2 separate regions of the Bos taurus genome follow, and region 1 is linked to region 2. The links are chromatin contacts, called in public Hi-C maps. All regions are on one chromosome and are shown on one strand. Each heading gives the region's core, a stretch centred on a gene start, on an enhancer-like site or on the middle of the called end of the contact. The rest is flanking DNA. Distances are from core to core; before and after follow the strand shown. Region 1 has its middle 78 kb from the start of PERP. Region 2 has its middle 170 kb from the start of TNFAIP3.

Region 1 (5,852 bases), core at 1,374-3,873, 280 kb before region 2:
AGCGATCTCTGAGTTTGTCCACAGCACAGTGCCCTCCTGGATAAAAATAGATTATAGTCCATTAAATGTCTTGCAATCATATTCTTACAGATTGAATTTGTCATATGTATTTATATGACTATTCAAGAAAACAAACTGAGTGATGAACTTCTAATCACTGTCTCTATAGGTAAACCAACAGATGGCTTACAGAATTGAATTATTCCAGATAGCTGAATGCATATGGAGTCCAGTGTAATTTAAATGTTTGAGACATGACAGGAGCATAATGTCCACAGTAAAACCAAAAAATCAGAGATATTCAGCTTCTTACCCTGGCTCTCATCTTACCTAACTGTACATTCTTAGATACTTATGTTTGAGATGACATAATATTTGTGTTTACCATCAGTCAGACACTGTTTTAAGTTCTTTATGTGTATTCACTTGTATAAACCTCACATGCTGCTGCTAAGTCGCTTCAGTCGTGTCCAACTCTATGTGACCTCATAGATGGCAGCCCACCAGGCTCCTCTGTCCCTGGGATTGGATGCTATTATTATTCCCACTTTACAGATGAGGAAACCAAAGCACAAGAAGATGAAGTGACTAGTTCAGAGACATATGTATGTTGGGCATCCCTGAGACCTACCCCAGGTTGAGTGATTTGCTAGGACGACTTACAGGACTCAGCATGCAGTCATGCTCATGGCTGTGATCCATTATAGTGAAAAGATACCAAGTAAAATAAGCAAAGGAAAAAGGCACAGAGGACAAAGTTGAGGGGAAACCAGACACAAGCTTCCGAGAGTCCCCTCCTGGTACAGTCACCCAGGATGCACTTAATGTCCCCAACAATGAGTGGTGAAAACACATGTGAAGTGACTCCCAGGGAAGCTCATTAGTGACTCAGTGCCTGGATACTTATTGGAGGCTGGTCGTATAGATGATCTCTGCCCAGCATGTGTACAAATTCCAGGCTCCCAGAAGGAAAGCAGATATTCAGCATTAACTGTACTGCTTGCCCAGTTCAGGGACAGGAGGCACTCTTATCAATTTGGGAAATGGAGTAAACAATCTCAAAATCCAGGTTGCTAGATACCAACCAAGGATCAACCTCACGAAGAAGCCTTTTCAAGACCAGCAGTCACACTTAATACGTCAACACTTTTCTGTTCCTGCATCTGCTAAGTGGAAGGGCTAGGCTTCCATCACAAATAGATTCTGGAGGCCAACTGCTGAAGCACTGTCCATGGGTTATCAGAGGTGTCCAGCAGATAGATTCCGGATCCTGGAATTCAGGGGAGAGTCTGGTTAGAGATGTCGGTACAGGAGTTGCTGGCCAGAGTCACACTGAAAGCTGAGGAAGTGAATGTAGTCTGAGCTGAAAAAAGGTCAGAGGACTACACCCTGGGGCACTCCCCACATCCAGAGTTCATGAGAGGATGAAGTTCAGTGGACAATAAAAAGAGGCCAGTGCATTCAGAGGAAAACCAAGAGGAAGTCATGATTGACCAGCCAAATGAAGTTAGTGTTTCAAGAAGGGAGAGAGGAACAACAGATACTGCTAATGGATGAGACAAAAAAGACTATGCAGTGACCCTGGGGCTTGACCGTGTGCCGGTTGCTGTCTTTGCCCAGAACTCTTGCAGTGGGAGAGTCAGGCAGAAGTCTGACTGGAGTGGGTTCTAGAGAGCATGGGAAGAATGGAAGTGGAGATCACAAAGGATTAAAAACTCTTTAAGGCATTTTGCTCTAAAAGAAAAGGGACAAGTGGGATAATAACTGGAGGGGAAAGTAGATTTCAGAAGATGTGTGTGTGACATGGGAGCTATTATAGCATGTTTGTATGCTGTTGGGACTGGGCTAAGAGAGGAGGGAAATGAGTGGTGCATGAGATCAAGTGGGCCATGGTGTCCTTGAGTAGGTGAAAAGGGATGGGACATAATGTGCTAAATTGGTTTTATTGATCTAATGATCACGGGCTGCTCCTCCAGAGTTACAGAGGGAAGGCAAATGGTTCGAGCACCGAGGCAGGTGGGGTGGCTGGGTGAATGTGGAGATAACAGGGTGTGGAATTTCTCTTTTGGTTGCTTCAACTTTCACCATAAAATGGACGCACTTTAGCAGAGTCAGGAAGGGGGAGAATGTGATGGAAGTTTGAAGAGGAGAGAAGATGCGTGACGTCATCTACAAGGTCACAGGAGTGAGCTGACTTGGGAAATATGACAGAACTGCTTGGGCTAGGATGGGCCTAGCAGAATCTCAGATATCTGCTGCCAGGAATTTAAAATAAGACCAGCTGCCACGGTGGAGTGTTTTTTCCAGCCCTGTGTGGGGGTAGGGCTGCAGGCACAGAGTGATAGAGGGTGGGGTTAACCAGGGTGGGGTTTGGCCAGGCAAGTGTAAGAAAGAGCATGGAGGGTGGGAGCAGGGGAGTTTATCTACGGAAGCGGAGGTAGAGTGTTGTGGGGCTCAATTCTCACTCCTTCCTGCCGGGAGGGACAGGCGGGCCTCAAAAGTCATTTCCGTTTCAGGTACAGTGTATTGTGCAATAATTTCACCAAGAGTACAAGGCTTATCTGTGATGTAAAGTCTATTGCTTTTGCTGACTCTGACTTACCTTTGTACCAACAGCCCAGGCTGGTAACCACTAATCCACAGAGAACCAGTGACAGACAGCAGCAACTTTCTCTGGTTGTCCGTCCCTGTGGCCTTGAAACAAGTACCCTCTCCAAGATGCTCTCCAAGCCTGACCCTCACCCTTTACAATCAGTACACACCATTCACCATGCCAGCTGGGAAGCGGCCAGCCTTCCCTTGATGGGAAATAGGTTTTGACAGGTTGACGAGTTGTTCCCACCCAGGTGTGAGGCCCACTTCCTCCCTCTCCAGCCCCACACCCGTCAGAGGACTTTGTCCGATTCTCTACTTCTTACTCAGCTTATAGCCTCTTGTCAAGCACACATCTCTGGGGTCCCTTGGTTTGTTCCTTCTTGATTTCAGCCTGCAGTGACTCAGCCTGCTTTCCCAGCCCTTCCTGTCCCCTGAGGGCCAGGCCAGCGCCCCCTCCTGGGTCCCTCCCTTCCTAGTCATCTCTGAAGAAAGCTCCCCAGGTCCTTTTGATTTTAAAACACTTACTGAAGCTCCAATACTTTGGCCACCTGATGCAAACTGCTGGTTCACTGGAAAAGACCCTGATATTGGGAAAGATTGAAGGCAGGAGGGGAAGGGGGTGACAGAGGATGAGATGGTTGGATGGCATCACCGATTCAATGGACATGAATTTGGGCAAACTCTGGGAGATGGTGATGGACAGGGAAGCCTGGCGTGCTGCAGTCCATGGGGTCACAAAGAGTCGGACATGACTTGGTGACTGAACAACAACAAAATTGCATATCACAAATGTATAGGACTACAAATAGATCACAGATAACTAAAACTGGCATAATACAGAATTTCTAGAATCCCAACACAGTTGGCGTAACTGTGGTTCGATTTCTGGATGGGTTCCAGCTTGGGATGGTGGCTTAGAAAACTATCCAATCTTCCTTCCTGTGTGTCTCTCACCACACTTCTGACATGAAATGGGAATCAGGTTTTCCCATACTGAGCAATTTCTGTGACACCATCTGGGGGTCCTACGATTTAACTCAGTTCTGTACTGTCTACTTAGAGGTAGCGTCTGACCCCACAGGTGAAGGGCTCAGTCCCAACAGACTTCCCCTTCTCCCACATCGAAGCCAAATGCAAGTGGAGGTCATTGGGTTTCCACAGCTTCACGGCTACATACCTGATCTTCTCCCCCTGGGACTTGATTATTTACTAGAACAGCTCACAGAACTCAGGGAAACACTTCTGTTTACTAGTTTGTTAAAGGGTACAGATGAGCAGCCTGATGAAGTGCTACATAGGGTGAGTTCTGGAAGGGTCGTGGATTCAGGAGCATCTGTCCCCGTGCAGTTGGGATGCATCACCAGCTGGTACAGGGATGTGTTCACCACCCGGGAAGTTCTCTGAACCCCTTACTTTGGGATTTTCCTGGAGGCTTCATCATATAGGCATGATGGCACCTTCACTCCATTTCCAGGCCCTCTTCTCTTTCTAGAGAGGTGTGGTTGAGAGGATGAGGCTGAAAATGCCGAGCATCTAATCATGACTTGGTCTTTCTGGTGACCAGCCCCCATCCCAGGAGTGCTCTCAGAGTCTCCTCATTAGCACAAGAGATGCTCCTAGTGTTCTTGAAAGTGAAAGGGTTAGTCACTCAATCTTGTCCAACTCTTTGTAAGAATACTGGAGGGGATAGTCATGCCCTTCTTCAGGGGATCTTCCTGACCCAGGGATCGAACTCAGGTCTGCATTGCAGGCAGATTCTTTACGGTCTGAGACACCAGGGAAGCCCCCTTAGTGTACTTACCACTTAGGAATTTACAAGAGTTTCAGGAGCTCTGTGCTAGGAACCAGGACAAAGCCAAAGATGTATTTCTTATTAGAAATCACAGCATCACATCTGGGCGATGGAAACTTCTGCCTTTAGCTAATTCCCAAGGCTGAATTTACCATCAACAACAGGCAGGTCTCCAGCATCCCCAGGGTCTCCTAAGAGCTCCTCCCTCCAGTTCCCAGGGCTGACGCACCCCCTCCCTAGAGATGGAGGCTGGCACCTTGGGGGACCACAGTCCTCAGAGCTCGTTTCCCCACAGGCCCTGTTGCTTAAGTTCTCTGGCTACATTTCCTCATTTTGAATTAGGGAGAGAAACAGATGTTTTATAGAGTGGGTATAAAACCTGGAAATGTAAAGATTAGTTTTCTTTCCCTTTTCCTTGTTTCAGAGCACGCCAAAATCACTTTGAATGGCTTTCCCCAAACCACAAAGGCATAGAGTGGAACATTGAAAGCTTCTGAACAAAGAGAACCACAGAACTCAGGGTAAACTCCCAAAGCATAGGGTGAAAGCTCATGCTTTCACTAAGGGACTTCCCTGGTGGCTCAGATGGTAAAGAATCTGCCTGCAGTGCAGGAGATCCAGGTTCCATCCATGGGGAAGATTCCCTGGAGTAGGAAATGGCAACCCACTCCAGTATTCTTGCCTGGAGAATCCCATGGACAGAGGAGTCTGGTGGGCTACAGTCCATGAGGTTGTAGAGTCAGACACAACTGAGCAACGAACACCTTCACTTTCACTAAGGGAGGCATCAGGGACCAGACTTACACTCATCCTCCAAACCCTTATCACATCCAGTGTTTATACCAAAGGTAGTGGCCATCTCTCCATCTTTCCTCTCAGAGAGTTCTTGGAACTGCTTATCGGGATAACAGGATTCGGATTCCAGGACTGCCATTAGACAAGCCACAGATCATCCAGCCTTGCTGGGTGGGCCTGTTTCTCCCTGGAAGGCACCCTAGAGTCTTCCTCACTCTAAAGTCTGATCTTATCTCACTGTTGCTGTGAACCACATTCAGAGGCAGGTTAAATCAATATCCCTGAGCATTACTATGCAGCAAGAAAAATGCCTCAGAGCTTCTACCCTCTTGTAACAGGAAAAACAGAGATGAAACAATGAATGATCAACATTAGGATTGTTACAAAAGGAGAAGTACAAGTGCATGTAAATGGGGAACCCACCTAGTGAGAGAATGCACAGCGCTCGAATCAGAAGACAGCACATGCAGATGGACACAGGGGCCTAGGGCAGTACATATCCATGTTGGTGATTTCAGACTGTAATCTGAGGACAAAGGGAGCCAACGAAGGACATTAAGGATAGGCATATGATCAGATAAGAATTTTAAAGAGATACAGTATGGCTGTGTGTGTGTGTGTGTGTGTGATGGATGTGAGAAGGCTGCTGCTGCTAAGTCGCTTCAGTCGT
Region 2 (5,518 bases), core at 2,092-4,591:
AAGCATGGAACAATTCTTCAGTGATTCTGGGAGCACAGACAGCCAGGTGCAATTATTGAAGCTGAAAAGTGATAGTTTGGACTATTCTGATCATTAATACCTTAATTCATTTAAGAATTCATATCTTAGGTTCCCCAGGTTTTCCATCCCAGCTCTGTCATTTTCTGAATCAATAAGACCTCTGAAAAGACACAGATCATCTCTAATGAAGGGTCTTTCTTCTCCAAGAGACTATAGCTATCTCTTCATGCTAAGAAAGTTGACACCAAAAGACTGGCTTGTGTAGACCTTAAGATTTTGTATTTGTTTCTAGAGAATTTTCTTTTCTACTTCTAAAACCAGGGGGCATTAATTATTTTAAATGGCAGCAAATTAAACTAGGTAAGTTTTACAGAAAATCTCATGGCCTTACTTCCTGTTTTTGCCAGCAGAAGCTTCTATTTTTAATGAAGCTATCCCGTCTTCCATGAGTCGGTCTGTTACTTACCACTAATGTTTGGTGTGTGAGTTCTTCTGTGTGGGAATGTTGTACCATAGAGTGATTCGTTGTACAATACCTTTCACTCTTTTCTAAAAATGTATTTATTTTTAATTGAAGGATAATTACTTTATAATATTGTGTTGGTTTCTTCCATACATCAATATGAATCATCCATAGGTATACATATGTCCACTCCCTCTTGAACCTTCCCCCCACCTCCCACTCCATCCCACCCCTATAGGTTGTCTTGACATCCTTTTTGGCCTCCTCTCCCATCTTTTCGTGTCACAAGTCCTTTATCCTCTACAAAATGGAATAAGAAACAAAGTTTTGCAGATTATACCTTCAAAACAGATCTCAAATCAAGTTCCTTTTTCTTTACCACCCTCCCTAAGTCCAAGCCATCATCATTTCTCTATGCAAATGTTGAAACCTGGTGACACTATTTGGACCACGGCAGTGGCTTTTTAAGCTCTTTTTTCCACTCCTGCCTGGTCATCCATTCTTCATACAAAAGTCAAAGTGGTATTTCACCCCATTGTTTAAAGCTTCCGAAAACTTCCAGTTGACCCTAGAATACAATCCAAACTCATGCTGGTTCTGGCTTCTCCCCAGCCTCAAGGAGAGCTCTCACTGTGCTCTAGTCTTGTTGAGCCTCCAATTACTTCTCTACCATGCCAAGTTCTTTTCCATTTTGCAGCCTTCTCTATGACTGAGTAACAGACTTTTACTTTCAATTCTGCCAAGAAATCCTTCCACCCATCCATCACTTGACTTTTGAAAGCATTCTTTAGGTCTTAGTTCAAATATTACTCCCTCAAGTATTAGCTGCTCAGTTGTGTTTGACTCTCTGGGACCCCATGGACTGTAGCCCGTCAGGCCACTATGTCTATGGGATTCTCCAGGCAAGAATACTGGATTAGGTAAGCCATTCCCTTCTTCAGGGGATCTTCCTGACGCAGGGATGAAACCCAGGTCTCCTGCATTGCAGGCAGATTCTTTACCATCTGAGCCATGAGGGAAGCCCCTTTCTAAACTTACATACTAAATTAAGTTCCTATGCTCCTGCCCCTGTTCTCATAGAATTCTTCCTCATAGAATATCCTTGTGTTTATATGTTTATATATTTATGTCTTGCTTCTCATGAGATTGTAATCTCCATGATGTCAGGGGCCATAGCTTTTTTGGTTGGTCACTTAGCATTGGGTTGGGTCCATGCTGAGCTCTCAGTTATTATTTGCTAAACAAGCAAGTCATTATAATCTATAACATGTGCACATTTCATGAAATACAAAATGGATGTCTCTTTGGGAAGTAAAAGAAAAACTCTCATGGGTTCTCAAAAATAAATCACAAGATTTAGCAGCAAGATATTATGGGCCAATCTACACATTAATACAGGATTTATTTCTCTGAAATGCATCAATAGAAATGGAAATAATATGTTTGAGAGGGGTACAGTAGACAAAGGGATAATTTACGTCTCAGGCAGGAGGGAGGGGAGTGGCACGAGATTTCAGCACACTTCTCAGAATGGAGTACAGTTTAAAACTTGTGAATTGTTTACTTTTTGAAAGTTTTCATTTAAGATTTTCTACCATGGTTGACCAAGAGTAACAAACCAAGGAAAGAGAGACCATGGAAAAGTGGGACTCCTGTAATTCTAGAAAGCTGTCTGATTCACTTGAAGATAGGCTTGGACTGCAGCAATTTTGGCTATAAGAAGCAGGCATTTAGACTGATTACTGCCAGAAATGGGAATAAAATGTTTTCATTCTGTGTTCACAACTATGTAAACAAGTAGTGCAAAGGTGTCGTCTAGACTCACCATCAACTTGTCACGGACAATGGAACTCGTTGTCCCCAAACCAAGTCTCAAAACTCAGCCTGCTGCTTCCGCTGTGAGCAGAGAGGTGCCTAGCATCTGCCACCACTTTTCTACTAAAACTCCTAAGAGGTTTTCTCCATTCAGCACTCACGTGCAATGAGAGCCTTGAAATAGCAAGTCAGTCCTCAGTTATGAGGTGGTTATCCGGATGACCTAAGATGAACTAATACTAACAACCTGGAGTTAAGGTGAAGATGTAGAAAATACTTCGGTCCTTTGCAAAAGATGTCCATAGACCTCTAAGGGTCTGTGAGTCCTCATACCTGTATCCTACTTACTGTGTTAGCCCTGTCTAAGCACTTTGCAACTCTTAACTCAATTAATCCTCAAAACAATGACCTGAGGTAAGTACCACTCATATTTTCATTTGCAGAGACGAGGAAACTGAGGCACAGTGAGGGTAAATAACTTTCCAAGGCCCACAGCTACAAAGGATGATGCTTGCAACCTTGGAAGTCTGGCTCCCAAGTCCAGGCCTGTAACTGCTGGTCTGTGTTGAGAACCACTCACCATGTGGATGAGACAATGACTCTGAAATTTGGTTAATGGCCCACAGTTGCATAGTAACAGGTGGCAGGAGCCATGGAGCTGTAGATTTCCTTCCGTGCGGTGATAGCAGAAGACAAGACAGCAAAAGAGGCAGCACGGATTCCTCCATCCCTCAGTGTTACTGACAGCATACCTGAAGCTGTCACTGACAACAGTCACACGGGCACGCCACGCAGAAGCTCTGAACCGCCCTGAAATCGTTTTACATAATTAAATTCTTCCTCTTACGACCTCACCCTCGCTACACAAACATGTCCCAAATACCTATGGGAACTTTCTCAAAGAACAACTGCCTAGGCAACAAGCTTTTCCACCTCTAGTTACCACTCATTTCATTTTCAAGTGGTTCTTGCCTTTACAGCATTCCTACTTTGGGAGTGGCACCCATCACAAAGGTCGCAGGGGTCACCCATGCCCAGGCCAGTGTCAAACTTTCCCTCTGCTCCATGTGATCAAAGCCCAGCAGGCTCTTCCTGCTATTCCTGTGGATTTGTGGCTTTTCTTGCTCTGGAGATAGAAGGGAGGCAAATATTCTGCAATTTCTTCCTCTTCATTTTGTCTTTTTCTCCTCAAGTTCTTAACGTCTGAAGATGCCCTTCTGGTTTTCCTGAATTTAATATTTCCTAGTTTCACTAGCTGAACTTGATACCTTTCCCTTCTTCAAAATAAGTTAAATGTCTGATAGATGATATTTACTTAACATCCAGGCTAGACTCCAAAGGTCCTCATTTCTAGGCCTTTCCATTGTGTAATCTTGGCTTTGGGGCACTTTACAAATCGCTGAGGTCTGGTTCCTCAGAAATGGTCCACAGAACAGCTGCAGCAGCATCACTGGGGGATTTGATAGAAGTGCAGACTCTCAAGTCTGGCCCCATTTCAGACTCGTGAAATCAGAATTGGTTCTGCATGATTCTTGTGCACTATAAAAACCAAGAAGTGCTGAGTTCAGGGTATCAAATAACCTTCATGTTTACAAATAATTTCAGCATCTGACCTGGGATATCTGCTTGCCATCGCTGAGGAAGCAGGAGTTACCTGTCTCTAATTGCTGTTTCAGACTAGCAGTGCCCAGAAGCACAGGAAGCAAAATCTGTTTGAACGATTCCCTCTCACCTGGAAAATAAAACCTCACTCTTTCTAATTCTGCATAATGCTCTGGATCTGTATGGAAGAGAAATTGAGGTCCGAAGATATTTAAGCCAAATGTTGAGCTAAAGTAAAATGGTTGAAATGGTGTAACCCAGCCCTCGGATGTGCTGACTTGGTGACTCTGAGTTTTCCCTACATTTTCTCTGTCTCAGTTCTGTGCATGCCACCTTCTCTCTGGAATCTCCTCCCATCTCCAGAGCTGGTCACCCTTAGAGGCCATGCTGTAAGTGTTCCTCTATGAAATCTTTGATTCCCCATGGCAATCAGAACAAGCTGCTCTCTGTATACAGGTATGCCCCACTTTTCAGAAGTTCATTTTATGCCACTTTGCTTTTATGAAAGACCTACAATGGTACCCGTCTTTGCTAACTGAAAGAAATTCAACAAGGATTTTTGCTTTTAAGAAAAACGACGAAAAGTGAAAATAGCATTCAGCGTTTGTTTTGCAGTGAGCCATTGTAGAGACAGTGGGCATTGTAAGCAATGGGAGTGGCACTTCCAAGCACCTTCCCTGGACACTACTCTTGGCGTCTCAGCATCAAGCTGCCGTAGCTATGAAGTGTGTCAGTGAGCACCTGTGCTTTATCTCAATTTATTTTGTGCATCCATCGGCATGATGTGTCCTAAGGTAATCGCATCTGCACTTTATGCCATTTTGGCTTATGAAAGTTTTCATAGGAGCATTCTGCTTTTGGATGGTGGGGAAAGTGAAAGTGAGAGTGAAGTTGCTCAGTCGTGTCCCACTCTTTGCGACCCCATGGACTGTAATCTTCCAGGTTCCTCCGTCCATGGGATGTTCCAGGCAAGAATCCTGGAGTGGGTTTCCTTCTCCAGGAGATCTTCCAGACCCAGGGATTGAACCCATGTCTCCCACATTGTAGGCAGACGCTTTACCATCTGAGCCACCAGGGAGGTCCTAGGATGGTGGGGAGCCCTGTCTAGCCCCTCTCCCTGTGTACTCCTTTCTGTTTCTTTCTTAAATATGCTTTAGGCTGAGAGACAGAGAGGTGAGCTTGGAAACATGATCTTACTTGAGTTGATTCTTGGCTCCAACAACTCACTTTCTATTTAAGTTTCAGTTCCTTCTTCAGTAAAAAGATACTAACTTCTCCCAATTTTCTCCTCCTACAGTTAATGGTATCTCTACCTCCAGTGGCTAAGGTTTAAATCCTTGGATTCACCACTGATTCCTTCCCTTCTCAGTTCTCACATCTAATCTGATAGCCAACTCGGTTAGCTCTGCTTCCAAATCATATCCAGAGGCTTATCACGTCTTACCAGCACTACTGGCACCATCTGGGTCTGAGCCACCATCACCTTCTGCCTGGATCATTGCAATCGTCTCCTGCCCTGCAATGACCTCCCTGCCCCGACTCTGCTCCTTTCTAGTATACAGCAACCAGACTGATCATGTTAAACGTAAATCCAACCTCTCTCCTATCCGAAACCTC

Evidence for each region. A called contact is a pair of places that touch in the nucleus more often than the background predicts.
Region 1: a Hi-C map of liver shows a contact between it and region 2, with 4 times the contacts expected there. The contact joins two enhancer-like sites. A contact is called at or near these places in 3 of 11 Hi-C or Micro-C datasets (liver, skeletal muscle and an unstated tissue).

What each region holds. Positions count from the first base shown.
Region 1 is chr9:75,845,977-75,851,828 of ARS-UCD2.0, reverse strand. No RefSeq gene overlaps it. Among named protein-coding and RNA genes, the nearest start is that of PERP, 78 kb to the left of the region's middle. Within about 2 kb of position 2,623, at least 14 of the 102 cell types and tissues checked have an H3K27ac peak or open chromatin away from gene starts, as enhancers often do. A contact at or near this core is called in liver, where this site is marked.
Region 2 is chr9:75,570,199-75,575,716 of ARS-UCD2.0, reverse strand. No RefSeq gene overlaps it. Among named protein-coding and RNA genes, the nearest start is that of TNFAIP3, 170 kb to the left of the region's middle. Within about 2 kb of position 3,341, at least 3 of the 102 cell types and tissues checked have an H3K27ac peak or open chromatin away from gene starts, as enhancers often do. A contact at or near this core is called in liver, where this site is marked.